Linked DNA regions of Sus scrofa: region 2 is linked to region 1. The links are chromatin contacts, called in public Hi-C maps. All regions are on one chromosome and are shown on one strand. The core of a region is the stretch at or near the end of the contact, and the rest is flanking DNA. Distances in the headings are between cores, read along the strand shown. Region 1 has its middle 14 kb from the start of LDHB. Region 2 holds the start of GYS2 (glycogen synthase 2).

Region 1 (5,553 bases), core at 513-3,012:
ATATTCGAAGTGTCACGCTTGAAATTAATATTTTTCAGATATTCCATAAAGAAAAATTCCATTTCAATAGGAAAGGGATGGAGTTCAAGAGTCTCTGTATTTAGTAAATAGCCAAGCAACTCTGATAGAGGTTTCCAAAACACACATTATGTGTAAAACTCTTCTAAACCTCTAAAGAGTCTCAATATTTATTCACCTTTAACTCCCTAAACTTAGCTCCTTTACTCCACTCCTGAAAGAAGGCATATATGATTCAATGCCAAATGCTTTGATCAAGGTGGTAGGTAAATACGGGAGGCGGTGAGTAGCAAGATCACAAATGTCCGTTCTCAGATCGTCTGGGTTTGAATCCGGGCTTTCCCATTGTTTGCTATGTCAAAGTTAGTAATCTCCTTGAACATTTCTCATCTGTGAAATGGACTCAAGAATGACACTGGCTTGTTGGGGAAATGCAAATAAGGTAAAATAAGTGCAGGACAGGCCCTAAAACTGCAACCAAGGGAGAATCAATAATTTCTTTTCCCAACCTTGCTCGTGGCTTAAGGATCCGGTTATTGCTGTGAGCTGTGGTATAGGTCTCAGATGCGGCTCAGATCCAGCGTTGCTGTGGCTGTGGTGTAGGCTGGCAGCTGTTTTGATTTGACCCCTAGCCTGGGAACCTCCATATGCTGTAGCTGTGTCCTAAAAAGCAAAAATAAATAAATAAAAGAAAAAAGAAAAAAAATTAATAGAATAAGATATTGCCTCTGTTCTGGTCTCTCCCTCTCTTCTCGCCTTCTGGAACTGCAATTAGACCTATGTAAGGTCTTATTGAAACTTCCTTAGCTGTAACCTTTTATTCTATATTTTCCATCCTTTTCTTTTTCCATACTTCTTCTTCTTCATTTTTTTCTTTTCTGGCTGCCCTGTGGCATATGAATTTCCTGGGCCAGGGATCAAAGTTGAGCCACAGTTGTGACCTATGCCACAGTTGTAGCAATGCCAGATCCTTTAACCCACTGTGCCAGACTTGGGATTGAACCAGTGTCTTGGCACTGCAGAGGCATTGCCAATCCTGTTACAGCATAGCAGGAACTCCCGTCTTTACACACTTCTTTCAGGTTTGTTTCTTCTGACTAGCCTTCCTGTTCTCTTTCTTTTTTTTTCTTTTTTTGGGTCTGCATATGGGGCATATGGAGGTTCCCAGGGTAGGGGTTGAATCAGAGCTGCAGCTGCTGGCCTACAACACAGCTACAGCAACTCAGGATCTGAGCGGAATCTGGCTCCTTAACCTGCTGAGCAAGGGCAGCCTTGTGCCTGTTCTTCATTCTCACAGACACAATGTCCAGTTCTTAACCTGCTAAGCCACAATGGTAACTCCATTTAAGTGTAATTTGTTTTATAGTCTGGAGTTCCTCCAGCTCTATTTCGATTGACTATTATTTCTGATGGGTTTTGCTCAAAGAATCCTGTGTCTAGTTCGTTTGTTTGTTTTTGTATGTTGAATATGGTACTTATGAAATGATTTGTAGCAATAATTCGAAATGAGGTGGTTTTGTAATTCACCAAGGAGAATTTTCTATTGCTTTTGCTAGGTGCCTGTAGGGATTAGCAAACTGAGATCATGTCAGTTCATACTTAGGGCATGATGTTTTCTGGGGCACCTGGAGGACTCAGAGCTTGACTACCATTCAGGGAAGGGCTGGTTTGCTTTCAGTTCACCTTTTACTTCTGGGGTGCAGTTCTTTGAGGCTGAGCGTGGTGTTGGGCTGGTTTATCAGTCTCTCACCCATGGCAGGCCCCTGACTGATTTTTGTCTCCAGCCATGCAAGGCCACTAGATGTGAGCTTGGCCTCTCAGTCATTTGTTTCCAATTGGCAAAAGCTTCTGGGGCAACCATTGCATCAAGTATCAGGGTCACCTCTTTTGGAATCATGTTCTCATTTAGACCTCTGCACAGCAATTCCTCATTTTTATCCTGTTATCTCTTTGATGCTTTTAAGAGAGTGTGTGTATGTGTATGAATGTTATAAACATTTTTTTAATCGTTAAAAAAATAATAATAATAATTTCTTTTCTTTCCTATTATTTTAAGGATTTTAATTTTTTCCATTATAGCTGGCTTATAGTATTCTGTAAATTTTCTACTGCACATCAAGGAGACCCAGTCACACATATATATATACATTCTTTTTCTCACATTATCATGCTCCATCATAAGTGACTAGACATAGGTCCCAGTGCTACACAGCAGGATCTCATTGCTTATCCATTCCATTCCAAAGACAATAGTTTTCATCTATTAACCCCAAATTCCCAATCCATCTTACTCCCTCTCTCTCTCCCTTGGCAACCACAAGTCTGTTCTCCAAGTCCATGATTTTCTTTTCTGTGGAAAGGAGGACCAATAATTTCTAATCTAAAATTCTTGGAATCTTTTTTTAACTCCAACAGGGTGAAGCAACTCTCTTAGTACTTCCTTTCCCCCTGGTACACATATCCAGGTGGCCGCATTATCATGCACCTGAGCTTGTGGAAAGGCTTTCTGGAAAGGTGTACCCCTCTATAGTGACTTATCCACAGGCAGAGTCTGTTAATTTACCTGTGAACCCAAACTTTGGGAGGCCTGTCTTCCATCTCTGTATTTTCAGCGCCTAAAGCAAAGTCAGGCATAGAACAGAAATCATTTAATGATTTATTTTTCTTTTAAATGGTTGAATGAATGAAGATTATATGAAAACGTGGATGGGAGTTCCTGTTGTGGCTCACTGGTTAATGAATCTGACTAGGAACCATGAGGTTTTGGGTTCGATCCCTGGCCTTGCTCAGTGGGTTAAGGATCTGGCATTGCTGTGAGCTGTGGTGTGGGTTGCAGACGCAGCTCCGATCCTGCATTGCTGTGGCTCTGGTGTAGGCTGGAAGCTACAGCTCAGATTAGACCCCTAGCCTGGGAATCTCCATATGCTGCGAGTGCAGCCCTGAAAAGACATTAAAAAAAAAAAAAGAAAAGAAAGAAAATGTGGATACCTGAGACCCTCTTGCTGGTTCCTGCTGCTGCTTTTTTCCCTCCTCCTTTGTTTTCATCTTTATCTTTTTTTTTTTTTTTTAAACTTTGATGTGTTTTAGCAAACTTCCCCTATTGTATTCGTAACCTCTTACATACTGGGCGCAGGTTTTGAGCAGATTGGGCAATAAATGTTTACAGGGCTTTTCAACCCTCCTAAGGTCAAGGGGATAATTTATGTGTATCAGGGCAACCCAAGACTGGTGTCTCTACTTTGAAAGTTCCACCGGCGTGATGAGGAACACTTATCTTAGGGCATTCTCTTAGAGTTAGAGTTGTACAAAGACATGAACCTGCAAAAGGACAGAATAAGAAGAGTTCCTGCTGTGGCATAGGGGGTTAAGGATCAAGTGTTTTCTCTGCAGTATCACAGGCTGCTGTGGACCCATGGTCCGTTCCCTGGCCCAGTGTTGCCTCAGCTATAGGGTAGGTTGCAGCTTCAGATTGAATTGGATCCCTGGCCTTGGAACATGCACATGCAATGGATGCAGCAAAATAAATAAGTAAAAAAATGAAAGGACAGAACAAGAATTTGTATTGTTCATTGTTGCATTCTCACATTCCTGGAGCATGGTAACTATTCAATAAATACTTGATGACAAAATTTGTTCAAGTCTCTCATGTGCTATGAACACTTTCTTTTCTTGTCTTTTTTTTTTAGAGCCACAGTTGCAGCATATGGAAGTTCCTAAGTCTAATCGGAGCTGTATCTTCCAGCCTACACCAGAGCCACAGCAACACAGGATCCGAGCCGCATCTGCGACCCACACTACAGCTCACAACAATGCCGGATCCTTAACCCACTGAGCAAGGCCAGGGATCAAACCCACATTCTCATAGATACTAGTCAGGCTATTAACCCACTGAGCCATAACAGGAACTCCTGCTGTTAACACTTTCTTGAATCCCTCTCCTCTCAGAATTCTATGGCATTGGCCTTTCAGTATCCTATAGTACCTTTAAATAGTGTCTGGAGTACAAAATTTGCTCTTACTTTGATGTTTCAAAATCTACCAGTATTTATTCATCCCTGTTATAGACTGCTGTTTGAGTCCCTCCAGAATTCATGTTGAAACTTAATCCTCCTTGTGATGGTATTTGGAAGTGAGGCCATTGAATGAATGCTGATGAGCATGAGCTTGGAAGCTCTTGTGAAGGAGATTTTTTTTTTTTTTTTTTTTTTTGCTTTTTAGGGCCGCACCTGCTGCATATGGAATTTCCCAGGCTAGGGGTCAAATGGGAGCTGCACCTGCCAACCTACACCATAGTCACAGCAATGCGAGATCTGAGCCATGTCTATGACCTACACCACAGCTCATGGCTACGCTGGATCCCTGACCCACTGAGTGAGGCCAGGGATCCTCATGGATACTAGTCAGATTCATTTCTGCTGCACCACAACGGGAACTCCTGGGATTTGTGTCTTATAAAAGACCCACTCCAGAGTGCTCCCTTCTGCTATGTGAGGACACAAAGAGAAGACAACAGCCCTGTATGAACCAGGAAGTGGGCTCTCACTGCTGGCACCCTGACTTGGATTTCCCGGACTCCAGAGACTCCAGAACAGTTAGATATGAATTTTGTTGTCTACAAGCCACCCAGTCTACGGCATTCTCCTGTAGCAGCTCACTCTAAGACAGCCCTCAACTGATCCTGCCTGGGCTTGGCCAACAGCTCTTCTTGCATCTGTCTTTCTGTGACTGCTGTCCTTGATTCCGCTGTGGTGCCAGGCTCTTCCCTCTCTCTATTTATGCTGCCTGGGTATTACGTCATCCAATGGTATCAACAGTTTCCTAATCTTGATTTCTACCTCCTACCCAGAACTCTCTCTAAGCCTCAGACATCGGTTTCCAACTATTTCCTGGAGAGATTTGCCTGGAACCCTTAGAGCTGCTCCAGGTGGAAGTGCCTCCTGGGCATGCTGTTCCTTTCAGCAGTTGTCAGAGGTTGAAAATATTTTAGCCACAAGCAAATCCTTTATCTTGAATGTACATCCAAAAACGTAATGAAAGATATTTTTATATGCATAGACTATGAGTACTGCTAATGGTGGTTGCTCTGGGGGAGGGAGTTGAGTAACTGGGGTGCAGTTGGAAGGAAATTTACTTTTCACTAGATATCTTTTGGGAGCGCTTTTTTTTTTTAGGGCTGAACCCATGGAAGTTGCCTGGTTAGGGGTTGAATTGGAGCTACAGCTATTGGTCTACATCACAGCCACAGCAACGCCAGATCTGAGCCTCTTCTGTGACCTACACCACAGCTTGTGGCAACATCAGATCCTTAACCCACTGAGAGAGTCCAGGGATCAAACTTGGATTCTTAACCCGTTGAGCCACGACAGGAACTCCTCTTGGTAGCTTTTTAAATTTTATACCATACACGTGTATATTGATTTAAATAGTAATAATGGAAAGTGTAAGGAAAGGAGATGGGAAATATTTGCTATAGAAATTCACTTATCAAACAGTGACCATTCAGGAACCCATCAGAAGGAGCTGCCCCATCCCCTT
Region 2 (5,658 bases), core at 2,634-5,133, 65 kb before region 1:
CAGCCACTAATTGAACTATGACTCTCTCATTTGCTGTACTTTATACATTTTCCTCCCTTGTGAGCAAAATTCTGGCAAAGAGGATTTTTTTTTTCCCTCTCTAAGAAATCTTTTGTTTTCTTGGAGAATATACATGTTTTCTTGTTTGCCACAAAGTATCATAAGATGGCTAGAGATTATTATATTCCTTTCATCATGAAGGAATATATTCAGATAATTTAAGGGATTTTTTTTTTCTAAGTCTCAGAAAGCCCTCAGTTTTTGACTGCAAGTCCTGTGCCCTTTCACCCATAAGACATTTCCTCAGACACTGGAGTTTTTGATTTTTAATTCTGTGTGCTAATAAAAAGGAGAAGTGGACTTAGAGGAGACCTAGATGTTAGTCCTGATCCTGCCATTTGCTTGATCATTAATGTCCTACAGGCATCCTTTTCATCTCTGAAGTGGAGGAGCTGGATTCATAATCGCTAAGATCCCTTCTTTCTCAGCTATGAGCTGCAGGGAAGTAAAAGTTCAAAGTACAATTTTCAAAGAAATTATAGTGTTAATGTCTTGTCAGGGATGAACACAAAAATTGTCTATTTATATAAAAATGTCTTTAGGAGTTCCCATTGTGGCTCAGTGGAAACGAATTTGACTAGCATCCATGAGGATGCAGGTTCAACCCCTGGCCTCGCTCAGTGGGTTAAGGATCCATCGTTGCTGTGAGCTGTGGTGTAGGTCACAGACATGGCTCCAATCCAGAGTTGTTGTGGCTGTGGTGTAGGTCAGCGGCTGCAGCTCCAATTCAACCCCTAGTCTGGGAATATCCATACGCCTGTGGGTGCGGCCAAATAAAAAAATATATATATATGTATATCTTTAGGGAGTTCCCATTGTGGCTCAGCTGGGTAAGAACCCAATGGTGTCTCTCTGAAAATTCGGGTTCAATCCCTGGTCTTTCTTAGTGGGTTAAGGATCTGGTGTAACAGTGAGTTATGATGTAGATCACAGAACTGGCTCAGATCCCATGTTGCTGTGGCTGTAGCATAGGCTGGCAGCTGCAGCTCTGATTCGACCCCTAGCCTGGGAACTTCCATATTCCATGAGTGCAGCCCTTAAAAAAAAAAAAAGTCTTTAAAATCAGACTGTAATAAATGTTAACGATACCCTGGAGATGATATCTACTTGGGTTAATAGCTTGTGGGTCTCCTCTTGACAAGAAAATTCCCTTCCTCATGCACAGAAAATAAAAGAAAATAAGTATCAAAGGCAGCTTAGAAGTTGAAAAATAAATGTATTCCTGCCTTCATGAGAAATTTAAAAATCCATGGAGAATTTTCTAGGCAAAGGCACTGTTCTAGGCCCTGAGAGCAGCCCATATGTCATCAGAATATAAGATGCATGGGATAAATAGTTTCACCCAGAACCAGGAAACAATGCTCCATTAACATTTGCTAAATGGAGAGAAAAGGAAGGAAGGAAAGAAGTTCTACCCAGTTCAGTCTTCTGAACTGATTCCTGGAGCAAGAGGTCCCCCCCGCCCCCCAATTTTTTCCACCAAAAGCATATCCTTGAGTTCCTTCCTACTCTGTAGAGAGAACTTATCTTTCAAGGCACAGCCTGGGATCTGTGTCTAGTACAGATGGTTCTGTTCCCAGGTGCTTTGGGCATATTTAAAAACCTTGTGACTGGAAAAAGAACATTAGGAAGAGCTACTTGTAGTAAAATACTTCACTTTTCCATATTAAAATTTCTGTCCTCTTTGCTTCTTCCTCACTAAACCACAAAGAGGAAGAATGTGCTTTGTTCTCTTACATTCATTCTGTGCATTTCTGTGTAGAAACAATTGATATTTAATTTTTATTTTATAATGTTATGAATGCATAACATGAAAGATTTGAACACTGAGTGTAAGGCAAAAAATCAGAACAGATGCTAAATATAATTTCTCTGATTTTGAGGTTTTGCTGGCTCTGATTAGCCAAAAGGAAGAAGTACTGTATTACATTCATGTTTATTTCAGAACCTTTAAGTTTCTGAAATAAACATGTCATAAAATTATTTTTAATGAACATGTAATATATCACATTACAAGTTATCAATTCCATCCTTTAAATTCCTTTCCCCCATCAATCATTTGGCCTGGTTCTTTATGACCTTGAAAAACTCAGCCTTCAGAACTGTTACTTTTCTTTACCAATATTCCTTTAATATTAGTGTTAACAACCCTGACACTTTTCAGCTAGACAATATTAATACACAAGGAATTTTTTTAAATAATTTTTCTGATATTTTCACCATAAAAATCATTTAAGTCAGAGTTCTCTACTTTGCCTTCTCCAATCCAATACAAATGAGATCATACCTTATTGAGGAATTATTTAAATTTTGTCAATTTGATTTCTTTTCAGGAGTTCCTGTCGTGGCGCATGGGAAACAAATCCAACTAGGAACCGTGAGGTTGCAGATTCAATCTCTGGCCTCACTCAGTGGGTTAAGGATCTGGCATTGCTGTGAGCTGTGGTGTAGGTTGCAGACATGGCTGAGATCCTGTGTTGCTGTGGCTGTGGTGTAGGACAGCAGCTATAGCTGCAATTGGACCTTTAGCCTGGGAACCTCCATATGCTATGGGTGCCGCTCTAAAAAGCAAAACAAATTAAAATAAAATTAAAAATTTTTAAAAATTGATTTCTTTTCTTATTTTATAATTTCTCTGTATATATAGTATTAAAGAAAAATTCCAGGCATTCTTCTTCTTCTTCTTCTTTTTTTGTTTTTTGTCATTTTGCCATTTCTTGGGCCACTCCCAAGGCATATGGAGGTTCCCAGGCTAGGGGTTGAATCCGAGCTGTAGCTGCCGGCCTACACCAGAGCCACAGCAACGCAGGATCCGAGCCGTGTCTGCAACCTACACCACAGCTCACGGCAACGCCAGATCATTAACCCACTGAGCAAGGGCAGGGATCGAACCCGCAACCTCGTGGTTCCTAGTCGGATTTGTTAACCACTGCACCACGACGGGAACTCCCAGGCATTCTTCTTAAATAGAAGCTTCTGAGTTGCTTCTGAGTTAAAACTTTAATTCCATGTTAACCTTGAATTATTATAAATGTCTAATAATTTGTATACTGACTAGCAGCATATGGAGTTAAAGTTTCTACTCGGTCCTGATAAAATACCGTTCTTCCTAAAATATAGTACAAAACTGTGCTGAGAAAAATCATAAAACCAAAAAAAGAAAAATTAACTGTGTATTATTGTTTTGTCGTAATACGAATTTCAAAATTTTTTTAAATGCACATTCCCTGGCAACGACTCATATTTTCAACTTTTCCTGCAACACATACACACGTCTAAGTTTTCATTGCCTGTTGAAATGTACAAGGTTAAATGTAATCTAAACATATTCAGTTTGAACATTTTCCTTATTCGCTGGCAATTCATTCTCTCTAGAGAATGTGAAATCCCAATCTATGTACATTCTCCGGCAGTCTGGCAACTAGTCTCCTCAGGGTGCCGTACTAACCTTTATTGGTCACTTCCCAAGACACTTCAAAGAGCAGTAAATCTTCCACAGGAAGCTCAGCTTCCCACCGAGGCAGCCCACCCAAGGATGTCACCGATAGGGACCGGCCTCGAAGCATTCTTCCTTCAGTTCTCTGACGCTGGAAGCCCTCTTTCAAGGAACTGCAATCCTAGGTGCACTTGATGCAGGGATTCAGAGCTGGTAGATCACAAGCTTTGGTAGCTTCTCAGAGGAATAAACCAGCAGAAAGAAATCCGCTGGGCTTCCCACAGAATTCCCAATTGAAGGTGGAATTCTCTGTTCCTTATACAGTCTTTCTGGGAAGGTCCAGTGAGGACACGATCTCCAATCAATATCTACCCAAACAGCCCAGAACAGTCACAAGTAAAAACCCCCCGGTTTTGGGGCTTAGGTAAGCACCCATGAGGAGAATGGAATCCTCAGAGGCTGATCATGACGTGAGTCCAGACCTTTAGCCCTTGTCCTCTTGACCAAAATCCTAGACCCACACAGTCACCAGTGCTGATTTCATCACTTCCAAAGTGACCCAAGAGTAGCAATTCCCCTTATAAAGCTTGCAGATGATTCCATTTTATTTTTTTTATTTTTTATATTTTAAAATTTTATTTTATTGAAGTATAGTTGATTTACAATATGTTAATTTTTGCTGTCCAGCAAATTCAGCTAGCCAGCTAGATATAAATATACACTCATTTTCATATTATTTTCCATTATAATTTATCACAAGATACTGAACGTAGTTCTCTCTGCTATCCAGTATGACCTTGCTACTTATACAGTCTATATAGAGTAGTTCGCATCTGCTAATCCCAGAGTCCCAGTCTATCCCTTCCCTAGCCTTTCCCTCTTGGAGACCACTAGTCTGTTCTCTATGTGCAGACCATTTTAGGTTACACATAGAATTGAGTGAGACAGGAGTTCCCTTCATGACTCAGCGGTTAACAAACCTGACCAGGACTCATGAGGATGACAGTTCGATCCCTGGCCCCACTTGGTGGGTCGGGGATCCTGCGTGGCTGTGAACTGTGGTGTAGTTTGCAGATGCGGCTTGGATCCCGAGTTGCTGAGGCTGTGGTGTAGGCCGGCAGCTGTAGCTCCGATTTGACCTCTAGTCTGGGAACATCCATACGCTGCAGATTCAGCTCTAAAAAGCAAAACAAAACAAAACAAAACAAAGAATTGACTGAGACAGTTTCTAAGCCTTTAATCCGTTTAGATTTCCTAAATATTATTTTTTTGATTCTCATTTCTAGATCATTAAAAAAATTATTTTGGAGTTCCCATCCTGGCTCAGCGGAAGAGAATCTGACTAGGAGCCATAAGGTTGCGGGCTTGATCTCTGGCCTCGCTCAGTGGGTTAAGGATCTGGCATTGCTCATAGATGCAGCTCACATCCTGCATTGCTGTGGCTGTGGTATAGCCCAGCAGCTATGGCTCTGATTCGATCCCCAGCCTGGAACCTCAGTGTGCAGTGGGTACAGCCCTAAAAAAAAAAATTATTTCTAGTTGTTTTATTTTACATTGACAAATTATATTTTGATAATAGGCATTGATCTTCGTTCCCCTTTCCTTAATTACTTTTCTAAAATATTCCTTCTGAATGGAGTTCCCTGGTGGCTCAGCAGGTTAAGAATTGCATTGTTGCTGCTGCAGCTTGGGTCACTGGTGTGGGTTCGATCCCTGTCCCAGGAACTTCTGTGTGCCTCGGGCATGGCCCAAAGAAATTTCCCTATGAAAAAGTATAAATGCCAGCATTTCTCTCTTTTTTTTTTTTTTTTTTTTTTTTTTTTGGTCTTTTTAGGGCCACACCCATGGCACATGGATGATCCCAGCCTAGGGGTTGTATCAGAGCTAAAGCCATCAGCCTACACCACAGCCATAGCAATGTGGGATCTGAGCCGCATCTGTTGCCTACACCACAGCTCAGGGCAATGCCAGATCCTTAACATATTGAGTGAGGCCAGGGATCAAACCCTCCTTCTCATGGATCCTATTTGGGTTCGTTAACCATTGAGCCACAACAGGAACTCCAATGCCCGCATGACTTTGAGTATAACATAAAAAGAAAGTAATTTTAACAGATCAATGATCATCAGACCACCATTTTAATGAGGTTGTAGAAATTAATT

Evidence for each region. Hi-C and Micro-C count contacts between places; a contact is called where the count stands out from the background.
Region 2: a Hi-C map of liver shows a contact between it and region 1, with 4 times the contacts expected there. The contact joins the promoter of GYS2 here to the enhancer-like site in region 1. A contact is called at or near these places in 1 of 5 promoter capture datasets (liver), 20 of 47 Hi-C or Micro-C datasets (alveolar macrophages, embryonic fibroblasts, fetal heart ventricle and 9 more) and 2 of 2 datasets of contacts at active chromatin or transcription factors (alveolar macrophages and skeletal muscle).

Annotation. Positions count from the first base shown.
Region 1 is chr5:51,794,265-51,799,817 of Sscrofa11.1, reverse strand. No RefSeq gene overlaps it. Among named protein-coding and RNA genes, the nearest start is that of LDHB, 14 kb to the left of the region's middle. Within about 2 kb of position 1,762, at least 2 of the 83 cell types and tissues checked have an H3K27ac peak or open chromatin away from gene starts, as enhancers often do. A contact at or near this core is called in liver, where this site is marked.
Region 2 is chr5:51,861,177-51,866,834 of Sscrofa11.1, reverse strand. GYS2 (glycogen synthase 2) reads right to left here and starts at 3,883. Exons shown (of 16, transcript NM_001195511.1): 1 at 3,509-3,883. The coding sequence starts at 3,626.